Regions from separate parts of the Sus scrofa genome. Here region 2 is linked to region 1. The links are chromatin contacts, called in public Hi-C maps. All regions are on one chromosome and are shown on one strand. Each heading gives the region's core, a stretch centred on a gene start, on an enhancer-like site or on the middle of the called end of the contact. The rest is flanking DNA. Distances are from core to core; before and after follow the strand shown. Region 1 has its middle 33 kb from the start of IRX6. Region 2 overlaps FTO (fat mass and obesity associated).

The links. A called contact is a pair of places that touch in the nucleus more often than the background predicts.
Region 2: a contact with region 1 is called in a Hi-C map of heart right ventricle, with 4 times the contacts expected there. The contact joins two enhancer-like sites. A contact is called at or near these places in 3 of 47 Hi-C or Micro-C datasets (embryonic fibroblasts, fetal skeletal muscle and heart right ventricle).

Annotation. Positions count from the first base shown.
Region 1 is chr6:30,168,334-30,173,869 of Sscrofa11.1, forward strand. No RefSeq gene overlaps it. Among named protein-coding and RNA genes, the nearest start is that of IRX6, 33 kb to the right of the region's middle. Within about 2 kb of position 2,653, at least 19 of the 83 cell types and tissues checked have an H3K27ac peak or open chromatin away from gene starts, as enhancers often do.
Region 2 is chr6:31,336,767-31,342,302 of Sscrofa11.1, forward strand. All of the region lies in intron 8 of FTO (fat mass and obesity associated), which reads right to left. Among named protein-coding and RNA genes, the nearest start is that of FTO, 230 kb to the right of the region's middle. Within about 2 kb of position 2,570, at least 3 of the 83 cell types and tissues checked have an H3K27ac peak or open chromatin away from gene starts, as enhancers often do.

The DNA of each region.
Region 1 (5,536 bases), core at 1,403-3,902:
GGCATGTGAGCTGGGCCCAGAACACTAAGCAGCTTGCTGGGCCTCCCTTCCTCTGGCTGAATTCACTTTTTTTTTTTTTTCCTCCATCTGGACACACAACTCTTTCGCCGATGACCTCATCCATGCATGTACTCGATGTCAGCTACTATCTTTGCTCAGGCCTCTCACCGCAACGCCGCCGGCTCACCATCCCTCCCTTCCCCTCTCTTTGTCCGTTCTCAGCTGTCCTATTTCTGGTGCTTAATTACAGTCCTGCTATGCAGACAATGACGATGCCATCATTCTCAAAAGATGATTGTGTCTGCTCGCTCTTTTGTCCTGAGCAGAAAGACGGCAAGACTGTCCAGGTCATAAAAATGAGTGCGGTGTTAGTTAGAAACCGTTTCAGAGAGCACTTGTGTGATGCTGTCTGTCACCGCCACACACTCACAGGCTTGCAGAGCTTCTGAGCTGCTCTGGGCAGGATGTCTTATTAAATTAATTACAATTTTGAGGACTGAACCCTTATTTTTAGAAGCTTTTAAAACAGGTTGGGTTTAGTGGGTTTTTTTGTTTGTTTGTTTTTTGTTTTTTGTTTTTGGTTTAAACGACAGGAACTCTAGTTCTTCCAGCCAGGAGCAAATTTAGACACTAAATAGTTTGGGTGGGAAACATGCTCTTAGGTTCAAGTCCAGTTTAGGTCTTGGCAGAGAGAACTGTTGCCTTCACAGGACCCAACAGGCAAAGGGCCAGAGGCTCAAACCTTTAAGGTCTTTCGAAAACATTTGAGACCTGGGGGGGATAAAATCACTGGCTGCAAAAGAGAAAAGAACACTATCCACTGAAAATGAATAAATAATGTTATACAGAAAACTAGAAACTTCTTTCCCATTTTGTAGAGAAAAAAAAAAAAGAAGTTACATCTAAGGTGGGATTTGAGTGTATTTCAGTATGTTTGCTATAGCATAGGAAGGAGCAATGCAAAGGAGACAGGTCCAGCCTGCGGAAAATTTTCGAAGGTCTTGCTGCTACATAGGATTACCATTCTGTCTCTCCACCTCCCTAGAAGCCCCTTGAAGGCTCAGAGGAGAAAGATTTTGTGGGAGAGGCTTTTTATTCCTCGATCGTAAATCGGAGAGTATAAACTTCACTGGCAAGAAGAAGATTTAAGAATTAAAATGATGAAAACTTATAAAATCTTTCCAACAGGACGGTAATTGCAGTAATAATCCCCTTTGTTATAGAAGCTACTGTATTATGGGTGACCTTGACTTCTATTATGTACTGTTACCTTTAACTCAGAATCTATAACTCAGGGGACTATTAATTATCTTGCCATAAGTGCTGGCCCGAGTGGGGGACTTTCTGGAGAAGTAAATGCCACATCGATATGAAGTGGAGCCCCTGGGTTGCTAGACGGCTGTTATCAGTGATTAGGGCTCAGAGCCCACGGTCAAAGCCAGATTATTCCTGCTTAGGCTCCCACGCCAGTTCAAACTTTTCTCATCACTGTGACCTCTATCTGTGATTTACCCCAGCTTGCAAAACAAAACAGTTTACATATACAATTTAAACACGCCTACTTTTTCATCAACCACATCCCTAGGGTGTGCTCTGCTGCTTAGAGTTGCATAAAAATAAAACACTCTTTTCAAATATTTTCTTCCTTGGGGTATTTTTTTTTTCCTCCAATTTATGGTTTGTCTTGTGGAATTTTGTATTCTCATCTTCCACCATGTATGATCATCCGGATAGAGAATGTGAATTAAGCCTGCATCTAGCTCAATAAATGTCGAACATGTTGGGGAGACACAAAAATGATCGTTTTTAAAATGAGCTAGAAATCAGGTAAAAGGAAGATATTTCATTTGCCATCTTTTTCTTAAAAAGGCGAGCCCCAGTCAATATTCTGACTACCCGGCATCCGTTGGAAATTTTATCCTTCGATTTCAATCTTCAGTCAGAGCCAAGGAACTATTCCGAGAAGTTCTCAGCAATCTTGACTAACCCCAGAGCAAAATTTCCATTTCCCCCCCTAATGCCCTAATTGAATTTAGGGGGTCGGTTATGTTTCGCATAGGCATCTACCCCACATCAATGGTATACATTCAAAAAGAGTCTTATGGAGTGGATCAGATAAATATGGGCTGCAAATGTGCTGATTTACCCCAGCTTGTAAAACAAAACAATTTACGTATACAATTTAAACATTCTTTCTAGTTTTTCATAAACCACATCCCTTGGGTGTATAATTGAGATTTCCTTGCCACCCAGAAGATAGCGAGATAGTCCGCTGGGCTTTGTTCCTCTTCTGCCGGAGGGCGGCCGGAGCTGTGAGCTGCTTCTTAGAAGGGAGCTGCCGGCAGCTTCAGATCGGAGGCTGTCAGATGCTGGACCCGCCCGGCGACGCTAGGGAGCAGACTGACACAAGGATTATGGATGTGCCGAAGCCACCCCATCTGAAGAGGCAGAGGCGGCTGCAAATAAAAGCGTTGTCTGTTTCCTCCCGTATTTCGGTTCTATCGCCACAGAATGGAAGAGAAAAGAGCGAAGGAGGGCACGTTTCGCGCTCAGAGGCGCCTGCCAGTTTGAGCCAAACCGATCAGAGTCCTCGCATAAAACTCGGGAGCAGTGGCCAAGGAGGAGGAGGGGACGCTCTTTGTACCTTGGTTCTCCCGTGATTGAGCTCTGGAGAAGAGGCTGCAAAGCCTTCCCTAGGCGAGGCTGTGGCCTGTCCTAGGACCTGAATGGAATTTACGTCCATAATCAAGGAACGTGGGCACCTTTTCCCTAAGTGATGTCAGAATAACCTTAGTAAGCCAGCTCATTCTAATCGCTCACCAGCAGAGGAATGAATAAGTGAAAAAATAAATACAAAATTAAAAAAAAAATCACAGGTCGGCATACTAAAAGAGATGACTTAGGATGTTAGGTGGCAAAAGCCTGGTGGAGAATTTTCACGAACACATCCAGTGATACTCTGCTGACTCCTGAAGCCCTTTATATTTAGTAATAGAACAGAACCGAGGGCAGGAAGGAAACATACACTATTTCGCCCAGCCTCTGGGGAAGAAGAAGGGAAAGAAGGGACATTGAGACAGAGAGGGGGATAAAAAAGACTCCTGTTTTATATACATTGATTGATTTGTATTAAAATAATCTGATGCAAATATGATACTAACAAATATTTTTTTCTTTCTGGGTTGTCGGAGCTTGTTTGCTTTTATTATGCTCTGTCCCTTTTTTTTTGGTATTTAAATTAAGCAACGGTTTTTTAAAAAGAAAAATAATTGGAAACATGAGTGTATAAACCACAGACACAAGTCCACTCTCAACAGAGTTCAGGCCTTGGGTCCATAAGCCCCTAGATCAGAATATAGCTCAAAAGTTGGAGAAGTCAGTCACCTTTATAATTTTAAATCGCACCATTTGGGTGTAATTGGGTCACTTTTCTCCCTGCCCCTCTCCTTTTAGTCAAATTAAACTTATTGATTAGAACCCATTAGTATGTAATGGATTGTTAATTTGACTCTTTTTACAAATCATATTTATCTGCACCAATAAAATATTTGGATTTAATATTCATCTGTCATATTTATGGTGATGTTGATTGAGGGCCAAGCAATTTGAAGTGAAAGCAGGCAACTTGTCCTTTATTCACACAAGGGAAAATGCACAATTAGCTCCATGAACTCTCCCAAAGGTGGGAAGCTTACATATAAAGAAAATTTGAGAAAAGGCAAGAGAGGCTCCCCTGCCCCCGCCTTTTTCTGCAAACTTGTTTGCAATACTGCTCAGCATGGACCAGAATCGGGGTACCCCAGTGCCGTATTTGGTTTGTTTATAACGTGGTGGCAAAGTCTGTTAGGAGGAAGAATCGGATTTGGGGGAAGCATCAGTAGAACTGTGGCTTCTTGTGCTCATTTTGCTTATTGAGAAAAATAGAACCCAAAGACTCCTTGCATTCTTTTGCTGGCAGAAGGCACTTCGCAGGCAGTTCCTGAAAGGGAAAACATGAATACATTTTCTGTATATTGCAAATATATATTAACTGAATACCACAGGTGAGATGGCTGGCAGGAATGCAGGGCGAAATTATTGAAAGCTGCTACCGCGTATCGCATGCCTCTTCCCTACCTGGCTTCTGGGGTGACGATCAAAATATTTAGCAACCAGTACAGCACGAGCACCCACCAATCGGCGGCGTGGAAGCCAACAGAAAACAAAACAGCTGGTTAAGTCTGGTAAGTTATACCGGTGTCCCAGCTGAGTTTCTGTCCCGCTTGTTTCTTGAACAGGAAATCCTCCAAGTTCATTTAATGCTCAATTACAGGAGCCGTATTTGCCTCAGCTAATAAAGTGTTTGATTTTTTTTTTTGCTTTTAAAAAACACTTTTTATTTTTATATGTGTACCAGTTTTAAGGCAGATGGTTTTTCTGTTGCGTTTTTGTTTTTGTTTTTGCGGGCTCTCCTCGATCTTTTGAGAAGCAGGAAAACTATCCCATGTAACTAAATAAAAAATAAATACATGCTTTCCCTGATCCTGGCCAAATCCCATCACAAAGAGACCCAAGGCACCATCAGAATTCCTTTGTTGCCCAGGGGTTGCCCTATCAATATTGTATAAAGCAAGCAGGTCATTGGCTAGGCCTCAGAGTTCTTTTTGTTATTTCAAGGGTTTGGGCTGATATTTGCTATAACGAGAGCCAATCTGTAAAAATAAAATTTCTTTTTGCAAGGTGGCAACAAAAAATGTTGGCACAGCCAGTGTGGGGCTATGACGATGTTTGGTCCGCGGTCTTTGCAGATGAAGAGTTTGGCTGGTCATCATTAATGACGGAGCCTGATTTCTACAATTTTTTGATAGCCAGCTTCGGTAGAAACTCTACGCAGCTTATGGTCAAGTCATTTTACTGGGTTCAGGAAACTTCCATTTGTCACTTAGCAGCCACGTGTCAGAAGCAAGATGCTTTGAACACAAACTGTGATGATTTTTTTTTTTCAGTATCTCCTAAAAAGCTACGATCTTTCAGCAGTAGAAGACCTAGTTTTTGATGCAGTAACCTTTATACAAAAATAAAAAAGAACTGTTAACATTCCAGTTTTCATACGGAATACCATCACGATTTTTATTTTTTCTCTAAGGACCCCAACCCCCTTCATAAGCAGTCGTTCTTCTAGATAACTGAGTGGTGAGCCAGGATATGGAGAGGAAATGGGAAGTTTCCCTGGACTCAGCAGAAATTTGGTGTCAGAAGCAGAAATAGCCCCATGAAAAGTGCTGGGCTAATAGTCATGCAGTGCTTCCTTTACTGGCCGGGTTCTAGGGAGTAGATTTTTACACGAAGATGTTATGGCTCCAGACCGAACGGGAAAATCCTAGAGGACAGGGCATCGATTCCATTTGTTTATTTCTTTCTGCGGGATCTAATAAAATACATATTTGTTGAGTATATGGTAGACTTGGGGATGGGCAATGTCCTTGAAATCTTAACCAAGTTACTTCAAATGCTGACAATGCTGTTTTATCCTATCTGGACTGAGGTAGTAATTTTT
Region 2 (5,536 bases), core at 1,320-3,819, 1.2 Mb after region 1:
TTCCACCTCAAATATAACCCCTCCCCCAAAAAAAGCAACAGGCCAATATCTCAAATGGTCATCCCTCTTCAAAATTAAGAAGGAACACATACATACTTGTAAATACAGGAATGGGTTGAGAAGAAAGATTTTTTTATTCAATCAGCCACTGAATACATGTAAGTGCCAGGCACTATTCCAGATGCAGGGGATATGAGATGAACAGGCAGTGAGGACCTGGGTTCACACAGGGCACTGTCCTAGCAGGGGAGACAGCTTCAAGTTACAATGACCTGGGGTTCAGATTTTACACTTGGTGAATAGACAAGATACCCTCCCTCATGAAGTCTACATGCTGGGACCAGAGAGGAAAGTATAAACATAGAATCAAGGGCATATATAATCCATGTGGGGTGACTCCTGGTTTTTTTTTTTTTTTGGTCTTTTTAGGGCTGCACCTCATGGTATATGGAAGTTCCTAGGCTAGGGGTCAAATCAGCACTACAGCTGCCAGCCTACGCCTCAGACACAGCAACACCAGATCCAAGCCACATCTGCAACCTACACCACAGCTCAGGGCAATGCCAGATCCTTAATCCACTGAGTGAGGTCAGGGATTGAACCCGCATCCTCATGGGTATTAGTCCGGTTCGTTACCACTGAGTCACCATGGGAACTCCAGGGGGTGACTCTTTATAAGAAGAACTGCAAGCTCCTTGGAGCAGACTCCACTGGTAACTCGTCCATCAGTTTCCTACAGTACCCCACACAAAAAAGAAGGAAAGGTGCATGCAGCCCCTGCGTCCTTATTAAGCCCCCCTCCTTCCCTACATTAAACTACACACTGTCTCAGAGCTGAGACTCTTCCATAGCATCTTGCATTTCCCACAACATCAAACAGGTGACTTTTACATAACAGCACTCACTAAATCATGGTTTATCATTGCTACACTGGACTGGGCCACCTTGGCCTCGTGTTGATCCCACGAGTCAAACAGTTTTACTTGTTGCACCCAGATCAGAGTTCTGAAGTTGGTTCGCTTAGAAAAACAAATTCTATTCCTTACAAGATCTGGGTTATAACTAGATTTTGGAGTCCTCACAAAGATGTCCAAAGAAGATCCATCCTGGAGGTGAGTGGTGATGGCTGGGGCTGTGGAGGATACAGGAGGATGGTCCATGGAAGGATGTTTGGTGGTTTTACTTGTCCAGAAACATGCACACTTGGCAGGTTCTGGAGACGCCCAGGTCCAATTTGGAGAAGACGAGTATATAAAGACATGTAGGTCTAGAGAGTGACTTTGAACTGGAAGTAATTCTAAAAGCTTTTCTAAGAAACTGTCATCAACTTTTCTGTCTTTTTTAAACTGTCCTCAGAACCATTTTAAGACCATAGAAAGTGGTTGTCAAGGACTGTGGGGAGAAGGGGACTTGGAGAGGGGTTGGTCACAGGTCCAGGGTTTCATGCTGTGGTAATGAAAATGCTTTGGAATTGGATAATGGTGATGGCTGTGCAAAAGATGAATACACTAAAAAACAAAACGCAACAAAAACCTTTAACTGTATACTTTCAAATGACTGATTTCATGGTACATGAATTACATCTCAATTTAAAAAACCTGAATGATCTAGCTTTCATCTGATTTTTTGTATTTGCACCTCACTCGGCCAAAATTTAAAGGGAGTGCTTTCAAGCTAAAGCTCAGTTCATTCTAGAAGCATTCCTCATCTCCCGAGTTATCCGTCACCTAGCTTTCTGCTCACCCTCAATCCCCATGGACATACAGTCACGTGAAAATCCTAAGAAATACTAAAAATATCCTAACAATATGCTCACTTCGGATGATGTATAGAAGGTTTTCATCTCTATTTTATTTTATTTTATTTTTTTTGTCTTTTGTCTTTTGCTGTTGTTGTTGTTGTTGTTGCTATTTCTTGGGCCGCTCCCGAGGCATATGGAGGTTCCCAGGCTAGGGGTCTAATCGGAGCTGTAGCCACCGGCCTATGCCAGAGCCACAGCAACTCGGGATCCGAGCCGGAGTCTGCAACCTACACCACAGCTCACGGCAACGCCGGATCGTTAACCCACTGAGCAAGGGCAGGGACCGAACCCGCAACCTCATGGTTCCTAGTCGGATTCGTTAACCACTGCGCCACGACGGGAACTCCTCATCTCTATTTTAAATGTTAACTACTGGGTGAGGCGTGTAGTACGTTGACAGTATAGTTCAACATAAGGGGTTTTCAGCAGCACAGCGATCCTAGACCCCAAAGACAGCGACAACTCAATACTCCCTGGGAGGCCGGAGCACCACGCCGCCCTGTCGTGGTAACAAGGGCGCCACCGCTTTCCTTCCCACTGTCTTCCACAGCTCTTTCTAGGAACTTGCTAAATTCTCACCCCCAGATCAATTCCCAAATTGGCTGCCGAGCACAATTTAAGAATTTATCTCACGCACAGCACCTCACACAGTATTTTGTAGAAAGCAGGCATACAAAATACACAAAAAATGCTCCTGGAATAAAATCATTCTCCTTTCAGAAAGGAGCGGCATGGGATGGATGTGCCAACCGTCTCTGCAGAAGGGCACAGAGACTGGTGAACGCCAATGTCACTGGTCAGAAACCAGGACACTCAATGCCCACAGGAAGCGGGGACAAAGCTTTAAATAGACGACGCTTATCAATTAACACGGAAGGGAACATACAGCTTGTGACCTACCCACTGCTGGCACTAATTCACATCGCTATGATGTTTCTTTGAAAAAGCAATAAAGGAAGGAACACACATATCTACTCAATGAACGTGAGGGCGTTCTTATTTTTACAGAAAAACCTCCAAGTAGCTGTGAGAATAAACCAGCGCCCAAGAGTCATGTGTTTAATTCAGTATCAAAAGACATGAATGCAGGGCGTTCCATGGCCAAATGCTGAAATGGATCACAACTTTTTTGTAAAGCATTTTTGTTAACGCCTGACTGAGTTACATTCTCTAGACTAAGCACGCAAGCAGGAAAAAAAAAATAATTTGCTTCTCCTTCGGACAGGGTCAAGGCAAAGGAAGCCCCTTCCCTGCCTTACGCTGACGACAAATAATTATTCCATAATAAACATGCCCTCAAATTTTTCAGTCATCTAGGAAAGACGCTGGGGATTGGTGTAAAATAAACAAAGGCACTGATTCCTACGATTTTTTTTTTTTTTTTTTTTTCCACTTAGAGCAACAACTTGGGCCTGGACATTGAACTGTACCTTTTCTTCAGTGCACTTTTCAAATGATAATTTCTTCCACTGTCACCATTAAATCTTAATCCATTCCAGCTCCTTGCATGGGTCATTGAGTCTATATGTACTGCTGTTATTTTAAAATGTTTCCCCTTGGTAGGGAAAGAGGGGGAGAAAAGATGTTGAGGGCCAGATGGGCCTCTTCACAGTTCATTTATCAAACCTAATACGCTGGGCTCCACCCTCCTCTCACTCACGACTGCGGTTAAACTTCCATATAATTTGGTAATCATTTTCATTATCAGAGAGTGACCCTAAAGCAGCCTATCCTGGGACACCCGGCCCCTGCAGCTGCTCTTTTTCTGCCTTTTCCTACAGTAGACCCTAAGAACCTCCGAGTTTATTAGCTGCAGACTGACCTTTGGGCTGCAGAGGTCAAGAAGGGGTCAGATCAGAGGGCTTGCCCAGTTCTTTAAAAGCTATAACAAGCTGTCCATCAGGCAGAGTGGACTGTATAAACAAAGCCCAATCTTCAGAAATTCTGTACCACTTCTGTTAACACTTACCCTGCATTCACACGGCTTCTCCCGACGTCCTGCGGATCATTCAACTCCGGGGAAGTGAATAGACAGCCCTAATAAGCCTATTTGGAGAGGGTTGTTTATGGGATTACCGGGCTCGGGGAAGGAAACCCGCAGCACTCAGATGTGCCTCTAGAATCCCAGGGTTGGGTGACACTGTGACAAACTCGGTTACCCCCGAGTCAGGCAGAATTGACACTTTCCTCCAAAAGCGAAATTACAGGGAACATATGCTTTCAGTTTAAGAGACTTCAGCGGGTCCCACATAAGGGCTCGGCTCCTGGCCTGAGCGCGAGACAAATATTTTAAAACCAAGTTACAAGTTTCGCTTAAAATCGGCTCCCTAATGTCATTAACATAAATGACCCTGCTGAAGGGGGCCGGCGGGGCGGGGGGGGGGGCGGGGGGGGGAGCCTTTATTACCGCAGACGCATACTGGAGTTACTGCGGGCGGCGGTGGCGACGGCGTCTCAGGTGACCTGAATTTCTCGAAGTTGTACTCCTAATGCATTCTCTAACGTGCAATACCGGGTAATTAGAGTCATCTGTATTTAACTTGCAGAGGAAAAAAAATGTCTATTATCTAATCTAACTGATCCCCTGATAGCTTTGATGAGAGTAAAATACTGTAACCCACTGCCTGGCCCTGGGCGAGCGCTAATTATTATCTGTCAAAGCACATTTTTCCTCGTGTAATTCCAGAGTACACACCAGGCCAACCTCGGCAACACAGGCAGCTCGGTGAGCGCTGCCGGGATGTTTTATAACTTTCACCACCGCGCGCCTGATGGCTATGCGAGGCGATGCCTGATTCCAGACGGCCAGAGGAAGCTTTGATGAGGAAAAGAAAGGTGCATGGTAAGCCTCTGTTTATACAGATCATATGGATGGGTCTTTCAGCTGGGTCACCGGGATGGGAAACATCAAATGGGGCTGGGGAAGGATTATGGTTATTTAATACGCTGAGGACACTTCTCTTCTGAGCTCTCAAGACACCACCCTCTTGAAATTTGCTTTCAGGTGTTTAGTTTTAAGGGGGTCTGTGCAGTGTCAGCTGCTAAGCTCCTTCTCGTCTCCTCCTCTGCCACAAAGGGCTCGAGAAGTTGTGTTTCAGATGCTAGACTACATCAACTTCAGCCCTGGCTCCAGCTCCTGATTAAATTGTTAGCAGTTAAGGGCCAGAGAGGCTGAAACCAGACTCCTTTGAAACAGGCCGTCTTGGCCATGCTGTCTGAGGCGCTGGTGTATTAGGAAATTATTGTTACCAAGCCAAAGGCACTCAACAGAAAACATCCATTCTCAACCCTTCATCTGGCTGTGCTGGCTCTGGAGGGGGTGGGAGAAAGTTTACAGGGGAATTCCTTTCTTTCTTTCTCTCTCTCTCTCTCTTTCTCCCTTTCCTATTTACTAAGAATCGCCAGGGGGAAAAGCTAGAAAAGGTCAAAAAGAGAGAGCGAGAAGCCTCTCAGATGTCCCTTCACTGATACTGTTATTTAATGAATATACATACGTCCAATGGCAACACAAAGAAAATTTAATTATTAAAACTTCGACTGAAAATCATTTCATTACTATAGTTAAAACTATCATTTACCCCGAACCCCCTAGAAAAAAAGGGGGCAGGGGGAGAATGTCATTGGGAATTTTTAAATTATGGTTTCAATGCAAGTCTGAATTTAGAGACAACACACGTATTTGAAAAAGCAGCTTCCCAATACCCAGTCAGAATGGATGGTCCACACGCTGAACTG